Linked DNA regions of Sus scrofa: region 2 is linked to region 1. Evidence: chromatin contacts called from public promoter capture Hi-C data. All regions are on one chromosome and are shown on one strand. Each heading gives the region's core, a stretch centred on a gene start, on an enhancer-like site or on the middle of the called end of the contact. The rest is flanking DNA. Distances are from core to core; before and after follow the strand shown. Region 1 holds the start of SLC35A1 (CMP-sialic acid transporter). Region 2 holds the start of UBE2J1 (ubiquitin conjugating enzyme E2 J1).

Region 1 (7,242 bases), core at 263-2,762:
CTGTGGCTCTGGCGGAGGCTGGCGGCTACAGCTCTGATTGGACCCCTAGCCTGGGACCCTCCATATGCCGCGGGAGCAGCCCAAGAAATGGCAAAAAAAAGAAAAAAAAGAAAAAGAAAAAGAATATAATATCCATTTGGCCACTGCTTGGGCTGGGATAACAGAAATGCCGTCTGCAAAGTTAACAGGAAATAAAATTTCAAGGATATGCTGCAGTTGCAAAGTATAATAACAACCCCTGGTTTTTGAGTATCTACTTTCTAAATTCACTAAAAGAATTTTGTCCTCGAAAATCATAAAGTGTTAGGAAACTTGCTGTTGAAATTGTATCAGGAAGAATGAAACAGTCCACTCTTCTGTAAAGATTTTAGTGGCTTTGACGCAAAGAAGCAGCCTCAGTTTCCAATCTAGGTGCACAGCCTTCATTTAAGGGGCTCTTGAAATGTAACTTTGCAGTTTCCGAGGAACAGGATCCTGAGCCTCTTTTGCAGCCCAGATCTAATATTGATTTTTTTTTTTTTAACACACAGCTCTGCTTTAAATATATCAAAACACTTTTAAAATTTCACCTGAGTCCATCCTTCCCCCAGATTCTATAACCCTGTCTTTTCCTTTGTTGTCTGAGACATGTCTCACTGACTGTGGTGTACAGCTTCCCTCACTGGAACGGGTCGATAATCCTGACTCTGACGATAGCTTTGTCCCTGGTGGAATTGGGCTTATCAGGTTAGGGCAAAAGACATCAAAATCTAGTCAAGCAAGGCTCATGCCAATGGAATACAAAATCTTTGTGGGCAATGAAAATTTACAAGAAAAGTAGGGAAGAGCAGCACGATAGGTTACGTGAACCAGGAATGCCACAAAACCAGTCCCCCAAAAAGCATTTTACCCAGCACACCAATTTTGATCAATTTGTGTGTGTGTGTGTGTGTGTGTGAGAGAGAGAGTATGTGAGCTACTATTCTCCCCCAGATCATGTTCCTGTAAGAAATGAGGTATTTTTAACCAAACTACATATCTCGAAAGCCATTCATTTTGCCAATGAATTATTTCCAACATCGCTTATGCTAATTAATATGCTTTAGTGAAAGTAAAGATTATAGCGGTTGAAGTAAATACCTATGGACACATATACTATTTATGAAGCCCATTTGTCGTGTGAAGATCGTGCAGTTAATGTCTGGCTGGGTAAATATAACCAATGGCAATGCTAATGATAAGGACACAGGCACAAGACTCTGAACAATAATAACTATATTAAGTTTAAATAAGAGGTAACAATGGCAGTTAATGAGCGAGGTGAAAGTTACAAAAGTTGCCAAGGTTGCTGAACGTAGTTTCTGTTTCTTTACAAGTTCTGGGTGGTCCTACAACAGCTTTGACATCCGTGAATCATTGCCTAAGCCCAAATCCTATTTGCCGCCAAGTCACGTTGCTGAGGACTACAACTCCCAGAAGGCAAAGCTCCGCTCCCTTAACTCCGTTTCCTTAACCGGCCGGGAGCTGTAGTTTACAAAAGGACGGCCTTGGAACCGAGTGTTACGCTGTTGTCCACATATACTTGGCGGTACAGTCCTCTCCTCCATCCGGGTCGTTCCCTTTTCGGTAGCAGTTGGATTCCTGAGCCTAATCTTGGTGTTTGGCTGGGCGGCAAGCCGGCGGCCACTGGCCGGCGAGGCGCTCTAGGCCGAGCGGCTTTCGTCTCTATGACCTCAGGGGGCGGTCCCCGGTGTCCGGGGCAGCGCTCGCAGAGGGGGCGCGCGTCAGTTCCGCGCGGGGCTGTCGGGGAACCATGGCTGCCCCAAGAGGTGAGATTGGCGGTCGCCGGGACAGGGGAAGCCCCCGGGGGGCGGTGGCGAATGAGCGTCAGCGCTGGTCCGCACCTGTCGGCGGTGCAGCATCCCTCGCGCCCGCAGGGCTCCGGGCCCCGGGGCCAGGCGCGGGCGACGGGCATCTGGAGTTGTGTTGAGCCGCTCCCGGGCTGGAGCGCCCGCCGCCGCCTGTCTGGGCAGCGCGGGGCAGCCAGCCTCCCACTGCAGCTGCTTTCCCCGCGGCGGACTCCGCGCTGGGCAGTTCCGCGGCCCAAGACGCCGCCTGCCTCGACGAGCGGGTAGTGGGTGGGACCCGAATTCAGACAGGCCCAGGCAGCGGCGGACCCGGCGAAGGGTCGGGGCGCAGGTTCCGGGCTGCATCCGCCTCACCCAAAGGAGGCAGGACCGTTCTCCGTCCGGCCCGGGGTCACCGCGGTGGCGGTCTCTGCTGCGTCTCCTGACCTAGGATGCTCAGAGGTTTAAGGGCATGCTCTGGGTGTAGTGTCTAAGCGGCGGCTGGTCCACGTAACAGTCACTGAACTGGGACATTAAAACAAACTGAAACCGTAACGAGATGGAAAAGGCAGTCGTTAACAGAGTTATTTCCAAGGAGAATGTTGTATATGGTTAGAAGAAACACTTTGGTATTTTGGCGGGGGATGGGGGAGGGTGAGATCCACAACTCTTCCCTTCCCCAGGGGTAGCACATTAGAGTAATAATATTTGATGACTAATTGCCATTTCATGAGGATGAGTCTGATTAACTCCGCAGCACTTTTGTTTTGCTGAGCGGGGTAAGTGAGTTAAGAGCAGGGCTGAATTAGAGCAGTGGCTAGGAAAGGTTGAGCAGCACCCGGATTCTTTCTCCAACCTTCTCCCATCGAGGTCTTGGCTTCACCTTTGAATAAATGTTGAACAAATATTTGAGGAATAGTTTTTCGCATGGGTGCCAAATTATTTTCCTGGTTGGAGAGGCCACGTTTATTACTCTAGCTCTGCCCAGAGAGCATTGTTTGTAGTTGCATTAGCTGTATGTGCTTCTCTTACCTGTTCTCCCATTTCAAATAAACCCAACCTTAAGCGTCTTTTTGTAAAGGAAGTGAAAAAAACAAAAAACAGAATTGTTTTGATAACTGACGTAAAATGGGAACTGCAAGATTAATGAGGAAGGCAACCTCAAAATCACAAAAGTCAAGTCATTATCTGGAACTGTTGCAACAGTATATACAGATTTAGGCCTATTGCACATTTGTTGTGCCCTGGTTATAAGTCTTATATGCCCCGAGAAATGTGTAACACAAAATTGAAGTTTCTAGAGCTTCCTGTTATTCACAAAGGATTTATCTGGGCTTTCCTGAATTTCCGAGTTCTCAAGTATTATGAATAATGTCCTCTGTTTAAATAGTAAAATGTAACTGAGAAAAAGATGCAGCTCCAGACTGTAAATTTCTTTTGGGGGGCATTTCCCACACTGAAATAAATATTGCGTGGGGGCTAGTGGGAACTTTATGAGACAGAGAAAACTGCAAATGTGCCACTGTGCCCACTCAGCAGTGCATCTGAGTTGTGGGCTAGGTTTATAGTCACTACCTCTGGCCATGATTTGAATACTCAGCAAAACTGACAGTGATTACGTGTATGGACTTTTGATATTACTCTGAAAAAAAATTGAAGTTGCTAATAATTGCAATTTCATACTGGAGAATTTATGACTGGAGTGAAGAAGAAATATTGTGGGGCGTCCCTGTCGTGGTTCAGTGGTAACAATCCTGACTAGTATCCATGAGGACTTGGGTTCGATTCCTGGTCTCACTCAGTGAGTTAAGGATATGGTGTTGCTGGGGCTATGGTGTAGGCCTGCAGCTGTAGCCCCTAGCCTGGGAACTTCCATATGCTGCCCTGAAAAGAAAAAAAAAAAAAAAGAAATATTTTGGTCTAATGCTAAACTGAAATTAGAGAAAAAACATATGAAGTATTTTTTAAAAGTTTATGTATGTTTTATACATGATAGTCTATAGCAAAGAAAGCCGTGTATGTTATACAGATATCTAAACTTACTTGATTACTATTTCATTTAGATCACTATTTTCAAGAGTATCATGTATATTCCCGTTGAATCACTATGCTAATAGGTATATTTTCAGAGTTGATGACAGTAATAATTATAGGTCAGAATAATTATACATAGGCTATACATAGTTGGTTTAATGTTTAAACATTCACTATGTTGTATTGAATATATAATAGCTGAAATAAAGTCATTTTTAGTTTGGCAGTCTTAACCTCTCTTATTTATGAAAGTGTTGAGAATCTAGGACATGTGTTGGCAAACCTTTTTTTGTTAAGGGCTGATGGTCTCTCTCATAACTACTCACCCTATTGTTTCAGGACAAAAAATAGCCATAGATAATTTGGAAATAAATGAGTGTAGCTATGTTCCAAGAAAACTGTTTTATGTTCACTGAAGTTTGAATTTCATATAATTTCCATGCATTGCAAAAGGCCATTTAAAAACTTTTTTCCTCCAACGTTTTAAAAATAAGAAACTAGTCTGAGTTTGCAGGGCATATAAAAGTGAGGGGAAATGGAGGTGTTGCTCACCTTTGATGGAGAAGATGGGAAATGCTTTCTTCTGTCTTGCTGTTTGTTTGTTTGTTTATTTATTTATTTATTTATTGTCTTTTTGCCTTTTCTAGGGCCGCTTCCGCGGCATATGGAGATTCCCAGGCTAGGGGTCTAATCGGAGCTGTAGCCACCGGCCTATACCAGAGCCATAGCAATGAGGGATCCGAGCCACGTGTGTGACCTACACCACAGCTCACGGAAATGCCGGATCCCTAACCCACTGAGCAAGGCCAGGAATCGAACCTGCAACCCCTTGGTTCTTAGTCGGATTTGTTAACCACTGAGCCTCGATGGGAACTCTCCTGTCTTGCTGTTTATTTTTTAAGTCTTACATTTCCTCCTTGTGTGGGAAAGTTTTAGAGCAAGTGAAGTATAATCATTATCTCCTTCACTCCCATTTGCATAAACATTGTGTTTTGGCTCCTCAGATCTTTTGGAAAGAAAGTTTAGGCAGATATAAGCTCTATTTCTTTTGTTCAGCCATATTACTTTTTAGTTAAGACCTGATATCATTTTAAAAACCTGCCTGCAATTTATACATAATTCTTTAATTCAACCAGGGGAAAATATTTACATTGAAGAACCTGTTTCCTGGTTAAGTTACTGCCTTACCATATAAAGTTGGTTTGTTTGAAACTCCTATTTTATTTTCCCGTGAAAGTCATCTTCGAATTTTGGTTAGGCTTCCAAAGTGGTGAACTAAAGAATACTTAGGTATAATGGAGTTATACCAGTAGCCCAGAGTCACCTCCTGTCCCTCTGAGTCTTAACCCAGGTTGTCAAAGTATGGCCCATTGGTCAAACCCAGCCTCTCGTTTTTGTATGGCTTACGAGCTAAGAATGGTTTTTACACGTGAGCGCTTGCAATTGATTTTTTTTTTTCTTTTTGAGCGGGGTCCACCTCTGGCTTGTGGAAGTTCCCAGGCCAGGGATTGAACCCGTGCCACAGCAGTGACCCAAGCCACAGCAGTGACAGCACTGGGGTCCTTAACCCACTGAGCCACCAGGGAACTCCATGTAAATGATTTGCTGGAACGTTAACTTTGAAGACCAATGAAACCCCCAGTAGAATTCCCTTCTTTTCAATACCATAAGGCATTGTACTCAATTATTGTTATATTTTAAATTTGTCCAATTAAATACAAGCTAAATGTGAAAATGTATTTTCTCTCTTGCTACTTAAGTACCTACATGAGATCCTTGATTTTGCCTTGTGGGCTACAAAAACCTAAAATATTTACTCTTGGCCCTTCATAGAATAAAATTTGCTGATTATATGTGCCTGAAGATTTGAAAGAAGGTTAGAGGTAGCTGGGGATGAGAGAGGTGTGAACTGGGTAAAGAAAGTAGGAATGGTTTGAGCATCAGGCAATGGCAGTATCACAGCAGGGCTCGGGGTGTGGATGGGAAAGGAGACCCAGTACCTCAGGGCTTGTGGTTTTATGGAAGGTGTTGGACTGGCCCTGGTGCTTGAGTGATGGCTGCTGCTCATATATACTTGTACGTTCTTAAATTGAGTGTTCATAAGTCATGTATGTTTCCTGGATTTGAAGTTTCACAGAACTTCGTTCTCAGTACTCTTTTTTGTATTATGATCTTTTCGTATAATGCTGTGAAATGAGGGACTAGATGTAATTTGTTTTGTGATAAAGTTTTAATCCCTACTTGTATCACTAAGTTACTGTTTTTGTTTCCTTTTCTGCTCTCTTTATTTATTTACTTATTTAGCTTTTTTAGGGCTGCATCCGAGGCATATGGAAGTTCCTAGGCTAGGGGTCGAATCAGAGCTTTAGCTGCTGGCTTACGCCATAGCCGCAATAACACGGGATCAGAGCTTCATCTGTGACCTACACCATAGCTCACGGCAATGCTGGATCCTTAAACTACTGAGTGAGGCCAGGGATCAAACCCCCATCCTCATGGATCCTAGTTGGGTTCGTTAATTGCTGAGCCATGAAGGAAACTCCCCCTCTTTCTGCTCTCTTTATATTTAGAATATTCATTGCTGTAATTGTTTTCATGCTTTGCTTTCAGAAGTATGAATTATATAAAGTATGTAATTTATAACAGCCCAAACTAGGGTTGTTTAGTTATGTCACATAGCCTTGGAATTGAGCTATCCCTAGGGGCAAAAGTTCTGCCTAACCAGTGATATTAAGTCAGCTGGCTTTTGTGTGTGTGTGTGTGTGTGTGTTTGTGTTCATGTAATTGGAAAGTGTTGTTTGAAATAATTTTTTTTCTTTTTTTCTTTTTAGGGCTGTACCCATGGCATATGGAGGTTCCCGGGCTAGGGGTTGAATCAGAGCTATAGCTGCTGGCCTACACCACAGCCACAGCAATGCAGGATCTGAGCCACATCTTCAACCCACACCACAGCTCATGGCAATGCCAGATCCTTAACCCACTGATCGAGGCCAGGGATCAAACCCTCAACCTCCTAGCTCCTAGTCGGATTCATTTCTGCTGCGCCACAACAGGAACTCTTTTTTTTTTTTTTTGTCTTTTTGCCATTTCTTGGGCCGCTCCCATGGTATATGGAGGTTCCCACACTAGGGGTCTAATCGGAGCTGTAGCCACCCGCCTACGCCATAGCCACAGCCACAACTCGGGATCCAAGCTGCATCTGCACCTACACCACAGCTCACGGCAACGCCGGATCGTTAACCCACTGAACAAGGCCAGGGATTGAACCCGCAACCTCATGGTTCCTAGTCGGATTCGTTAACCACTGCACCACAACGGGAACTCCAGGAACTCTTGAAGTAAATTTTTAAATGTATTTTGTGCTTAAAATTAGAAAGCATTT
Region 2 (6,791 bases), core at 925-3,424, 1.5 Mb after region 1:
TGGTTATTATATCATTCACATTGTGCAGTGTTTTTAACCACATCCTTTCACACGTGCATTACCCTGAAAACACAGTAAGACTGCAAATAAAACATAAGAAGGAAGCATTTTCACTTTGCCTCTCAGCACCTTCAATAAGTCCCGTATTTCATCTAATTCACCTTCTCCATGAACTCCAAATGATCTGCGCAGTAACAGAAAAAGGTTAAAAAAAATTCTTTTTTAGAAAAGCAACACTACCTTTGAGGAAATGAAACCCAAAACAGGAAGCAATTTATTACACAGCTAGAAGCATGTCTACCAAAGCTCAGCCAGCTGACAACAGGTCATATAGTCTGGAAATGTACAACATTCTGAAGAACTGTAAATGCTTATCACAATCTCAAGCACGGCAACATCAAAACTGAGCAATGTCCTCTGACAACAATCTTGGGACTCACCAATCCTCCATTCCAAACTGCACTATTACTCACATTTTCATTATTTTCTGGATATTCCCCTAACTAACTCAGCTGTCTTATAGAACTTGGTACATGTGACCAAGCAGCCACCCTACTTTTTTATACCGTATATTTTTATTAAAACCTAGCACATGGAGTTCCCGTCGTGGCGCAGTGGTTAACGAATCCGACTAGGAACCATGAGGTTGCGGGTTCGGTCCCTGCCCTTGCTCAGTGGGTTAACGATCCGGCATTGCCGTGAGCTGTGGTGTAGGTTGCAGACGCGGCTCGGATCCCGAGTTGCTGTGGCTCTGGCGTAGGCCGGTGGCTACAGCTCCGATTCAACCCCTAGCCTGGGAACCTCCATATGCCGCGGGAGCGGCCCAAGAAATAGCAACAACAACAAAAAGACAAAAAAAAAACCTAGCACAATCCTAACAGTTGAATCATTCTAACACCTAACCTTAAAATTAAACTTTTCTTTCCCTCTTTCTCTTTGATCCACCTCTGCCTCTTTTTTCTGGTGTTCTTAAGAGATGGGCTGGGGGCAGGGGTCATGAATTCACAGAAAGTGAATCTATAAATAGCCTTCGCCAGATTTTTAAATGTGTCTATGCCCCGCCCCCAAAAATGTTATGACCTATTCTACAACACTTGGTTACCTAAGAACGTTTCTTAGTCTGACAGCACTCAGGTTAACAAAGCTCTATTCAGCCAGTATTCTCCGGCTTTTCTGGAGGCTTTGCATGTTTTTAAGATATTTTTAAAAAATCAAGGACTCAAAATACTCTTTCCAGGGGCACGCTAATCTTGCTGATTCTTACTAAGCTGCTTCTTTGGAAGGGGAAAAAAGTGAGCAGCAAGAGTTGGTCAAACCATCTCTAATGTTCTAGGATTATCACTTACAACTGAAGTGTAGAGTTTCTCCTCCTAACACATTTATCAAGGTACGGAAAGAATAAATACCATTTTATAGAATCCAAAGATTTGTTCCAAGCCTGTCTTAATCTGAGAGAGCTGGTTACTTTTCGTGCATCTTTATAATACACTAGTAAAGAAGTGGAGGCTGGAATTGTTTGGCTGCTTCCGTGAGTGACACAGGGGCATTAAATACAGGAAAGGAAGTTTTTATGTCTGAATATGGACATATATCATACTCGTCAGGATGGCAAAAATCATGGTTAGCTCTACTAGTTTTCTTAGCTTTTTGGTTAACTGGTTTGGTCCAGAACACTTCCTTCATTCTATTCACCCCAAATCCTGCAAACAGAACATTTAAACTAAATCCTCAAAGGAGAGTGAATCAAACAGCTAATAAAAGTCCGGTGGCGGCGACGAAGAAGGGCTAAAGGCGGTGTCCCGGGCGCAGGTAGGGCAAGAGGCTGTTAACTATTACCCCAGACATCACCTTTACACCTGTTCTCAGCGCCGAACGGATAACCCAGCTCTACGCAACGAAATGGAGGGAAGGGCAGTCGGGGTGCGGCGGGCAGTCCGCAGGTTTCGCAGCCGATGCCCGCCCGATCGCCTGGCTCCGCGGCCTGCACCACCCCGGCAGGCGGCGGCCTCGCGTAGAGCGCGAAACCCGGAGCTGAGCCGCGAGCGGCGGCTGACCGGACGAGACCGCGGCGCGGGGCCCGGGATCCCGGTCACTCCTCCCTCCCGCCCCGTGCGGCGCCGCAACCCGCCCGCAGCTCCGCTCACCTGGGCTCTTCAGGTTGTAGCGAGTCTCCATGGCAGGTCGCTGGCCCGGCTCCGGTCTCCCAGCCTGCCGCCCGCCGCTGCCTCTGCGCGCCGCCGCCGCCGGGGTGTCAGCGCGGCTCCAGCAGACCCGGCCTGGCCGAGGAGCCTCCGCGGATGCCGCCCAGCCCTGGCGGGGACTGCGGCCGGGGTAGGAGGGCGCGGGCGGGGCGCGGGCTCCGCCTCCTCCGCTGCTCCCCCGCCTCCCTGAGGGTCGGGCGGGCGCCAGCGCCGGCCCGGGTGTCGCTGAAGCCGGGCGCGGGCTGGAGGTCAGCCTACTCGCCTGGCCGCGGGCCCACCCCCGCCGCGGCCGCCCGTCCTGCGTCACCCGCCCTCGCCTGGGTTTTGTGAAGTTACCCTGACGTGGCAGTCGCTTCGTGGCAGTCGGTCGCGCGGCCGCTGGTCACTCCGCCGGCCCTGCGAAGCCGGCTCCGGGATCTGCGAGAGCGGGCGGCGCCCAGGTCTTCCTCTCGCCCGGGCCCTCCGGAGGTCGACCTTCCGCCCGGCCCATCCAGGGTCCCCAGGAAGTCGCGGGGCTCAGGCACGGCCGGAAGCGTCCTGGTCCTCCTGGTGGCGGGAGGTGTGGGCCCGGGCCCTGGAGACCCCGTTCAGAGCCGCCCGCGGCTCCCAGGTCCTCTTGCACCCCGCCGAGTGCGTTTTAGATCAGTAGCTGTTTGGAGTGGAAACAGTTAAAGTAGGGAAGGGAAAATCCAGTGATAAGGGATTGAGGAGGGTTTTTAACAATTTTTTTCCCCCAGACAAATGTGCTTAGAAGCAAGGCACTTAAATATTTGGGTTTTTTTTTTTTTTTTTTTTTTTTTAAGAATTGAATTTGGGGGAACCATGTAAATAAGAAAAGTTTAACTTCAGAGGAAAAACACTTCGGGCTTCACTGTAGAGTGGAATGGAGAAAAAGAGGACAGGACTGTGGGTCCTGAAGGCTTAGAGGAGCAAAGAGGTAGAAAAAGAGAGGGGAGTTCGTTGTGGCTCAGCGGGTTAAGAACCCGACTAGTATCCGTGAGGGTGCGGGTTCAATCCCTGGCCTTGCTCAATGGGTTAAGGACCCGGAATATCGGCTGGCTGTGGCCTAAGCCCACAGCTGCAAGTCGGACTGGACCCCCTAGCCTGGGAATTTCCATATACCAGGAATGCAGACCCTAAAAAAAAAAAGAGGGAGAATTGGGATAGTGCTGAGGATAAAAGGGAAGGAAAGAATTTCAGGTGGGGTTGAAGAGGGTTAATCAGGTTGGTTAAGCTTTGCTATGTAAAAATAGAAAACTTTTTTTGAAAAGCTGCAGAATATGCTACCCCAAAATATGCCTCTTTGGCATAAGGATTATTTTAAGCTGATTATTTCTGAGAAAGAGCAGGCTCTGGAGACTCTGAAAATAGAGTCAAAGTTAACCCCTTTGGGGGAGGAGGGGTATGGAACTTGGAAGTTCCTGGCCAGCCACAGCCATGTCCTGAGCCACAGCAATAACACCAAATCCTTAACCCACTGAGCCACCAGGGAACTCCAGAAGTTACTCTTTTCTAAGGGAAATTTACTGTTGTAAATGTCTCCCTCAAGGTACCTGGAAAAGAAGGTTGATTCTAAATTGCAAAAGAATCTCAATGGGGAAAGTACTGACAAGTGTGCCAAACAATCTTTACCCTTGTTTAGGTGCTTTTCCCCAAACCTCCGTAACTGGCCTCCCTCCATACACCCTACAACTTTCTTTTGTCTTTGGCTGAAGATAGTAATTAAGGTGGTGACTTCAGTCAATCTAGGCACTTAGCTTGTTTGTTTTTCTCTTGATCATCTATTACAAGGGGTCTCAGGTGAGAACTCATAAGGGTAGAGGGAAGATTATTTCCACCCCTACACTTTCTATTGTTAAAATTAAGAATCTAAAGTGAATCAAGGAGTTCCCCTAGTGGCGCAGCGGAAACGAAACCAACTAGGAACCATGAGATTGTGGGTTCAATCTCTGGCCTTGCTCAGTGGGTTAAGGATCCGGTGCTGTGACCTGTGGTGTAGGTCGCAGACACAGCTGGGATCCTGCATTGCTGTGGCTGTGGCTATGGCGTAGGTCGGCAGCTACAGCTCCAATTAGACCCCTAGCCTGGGAACCTCCATATGCCGCGGGTTTGGCCCTAAAAAGCAAAAAAAAAAAAAAAAAAGTGAATAGAATTCTTGGTATCAGATTGTATCAGCAACCCTTTGTAAAGAGTGAAATTTAAATTTAGAAAGGGTGTGGGAAGTGGAGGATGAAGATAAAACTAGATAGTATCTTTCAAACCATTCCATGATAATGTTTTCTGAAAAGTAAACTGATAACTTGATTGGCCCAGATATGCATCCAAAACCAAACCCCAATAAGCTGCTTCATTCACTTATTCTTTGTGTTGAATCTTCAAATTGTCTAACACTTGACATGCTCTCTGTACCACAGCTCTGCAAAAGTGGGCATTTGTGTGGTAGGTCTCAGGATGGAGAGGCTTTTGAGGCAGGTACTACTGTTACTGCACACAAATTCGTGTGCCTCACCTGGGGCTGGAGTCGGGGAGGAGGTATGGAGTGGAGAACAGTTTACTGTAAGGGCCAAGCAAGAACAGATGGCTCGTGCTCAAAAAACCTGAATTCCCTGGTGGTTTTGCGGGGAGAATTTTAGGGCTGCAGGGTGTGTGACTTTCTTCTGTTTGTTCAATGGTGAGGTGACAGGGCAGGGTCCAGTAATCTTGTGCTCAAGTTACCATCCTCCCCTTGGGGTCTTAGTTCCTGCAGAAGAACTCAAAGGTATATTTGTATGAATATCCTTTGAGGAGGAGCTAGGACTCTGCTTTATTCCGCCCTGTTTTTTCTTGACTGATTTCCCTTTGTTTCTGCATTCCCTCACTTCCCCTCAATAGTTAGTAGTGAATAATTCCCTCACTCCCTCTAGTTAGTGAACTATTCCCTTACTTCCCCTAAATAGTTAGTGAACTATTTAAATAGTTCAACTATTTTGAATAAAGAGTCAACTATTTGATTCTGCCCTCTGAACTCAGGGAAAGTCTTGGAGGCTGAAGCTTCTTTCCCACGAAGAAACTGGAGACGCAGAAAGGCTTCTGTGCCCAGGAGGGCCCCACACAGTTCTGCTCGGTCTCAAGACCATGTATTTTAAAATATTTATTATTCAACATTTAAAACTTTTTTTTTTTTTCTTTTTGGGGCCACGCCTGGGCACATGGCAGTTTCCAGACGAGGAGTTAAATCATAGCTGCAGCTGCCAGCCTACACTACAGCCATGCCAGATCTAAGCCATACCTGGGACGTACGCTGCTGCTTGTGGCAATGTCATTTCCTTAACCGACTGATTGAGGGCAGGGATCGAACCCACATCCTCATCAATACCAGCCACAGCCATGGCCTGAGCCACAGCAATAACAACACCGAATCCTTAACCTGCTAAGCCACAACAGGAACTCCTAAATTTGTTGTTGTTGTTGTTTTATGGCCACACCTGCAGCATATGGAAGTTCCCAGGCTAGGGGTCGGATTGGAGCTGCAGCTGCCGGCCTTCACCACAGCCACAACAATGCCAGGTCCCAGCTGCAACTTCAACCTACCCCACAGTTTGAGACAATATTCAGGTTCTTAACCTGCTGAGGCACAATGGGAACTCCCAAATCTTTTCTTACTTTTTAAAATGGTTTTTCCTTGATCATAAAAGTCATACATGATTGTTATTCAATATCTGGAACATGAACAAAACACAAATCTCCTGTAGTTCTCCTGCACAGAAATGGCCAGGGTTAACATTTTAGTGTATTTACCTTAGCCTTTGTTTATAAAGCATAGGTATGCGAACAGGGCTGAGATTCCGTTGTTTAAAATACTTTTCCATACTAAAAATATCTGCCATCACCTAACTGGATTACTTGTTTAGCAAATAGCAGTGCTGTTATGACTTGTGCTGTTAAGAAATGACAGGTCCAAAATGGAGTTATTTGTATTAAGCCCCACGTCAGCAAACCAAGACTTAACACCTAACCTAATTGCAGTTACAACCTCCTCCAGGAATGTATTATTTTTCTTTTTTTTTTTTTAATATCTTTTTAGGGCTGTACCCACGGCATATGGAGGTTCCCAGGCTAGGGGTCTAATCAGAGCTGTAGCCACTGGCCTACGCCACAGCCACAGCGAGGTGAGATCTGAACCACGTCTGTGACCCACACCACAGCTCACAGCAACGCCGGATCCTTAACCCACTGAGCGAGGCCAGGGATCGAACCTGCGTCCTCATGGATGCTAGTCAGATTCATTTCCGCTGAGCCACGACCGTAACTGCCAGGAATATAATCTTAACTGGTCAGTCTGGAATTTTCAGGTCAGCACCCATGAGGTAATCTTCTACAGAGCACCCTGCCATTGCAATAGGTAGGTTATCTAAAACAAACCATCCATCCACTCTTTCCCCCCTTCTGCCTATAAAGCTTTCCATTTTGTACAGCTCCTTGGATCTCCGTTCTCTTTGCCAGATGGGATGCTGACAGCTTCATGAATAATTCAATAAAACCAATTAAGATCTTTAAAATTAAGTCAGTTGATATTTTTTTAACGCTTGAATTGACCAATTTTATAGCAAT

The links. Promoter capture Hi-C pulls out the DNA fragments that hold promoters and counts their contacts.
Region 2: a promoter capture Hi-C map of fetal skeletal muscle shows a contact between it and region 1, with 5 times the contacts expected there. The contact joins the promoter of UBE2J1 here to the promoter of SLC35A1 in region 1. A contact is called at or near these places in 1 of 5 promoter capture datasets (fetal skeletal muscle) and 1 of 2 datasets of contacts at active chromatin or transcription factors (alveolar macrophages).

The regions. Positions count from the first base shown.
Region 1 is chr1:55,858,107-55,865,348 of Sscrofa11.1, forward strand. SLC35A1 (CMP-sialic acid transporter) reads left to right here and starts at 1,513. Exons shown (of 8, transcript XM_003353254.5): 1 at 1,513-1,808. The coding sequence starts at 1,793.
Region 2 is chr1:57,362,089-57,368,879 of Sscrofa11.1, forward strand. UBE2J1 (ubiquitin conjugating enzyme E2 J1) reads right to left here and starts at 2,175. Exons shown (of 8, transcript NM_001077219.1): 1 at 2,145-2,175. The coding sequence starts at 2,175.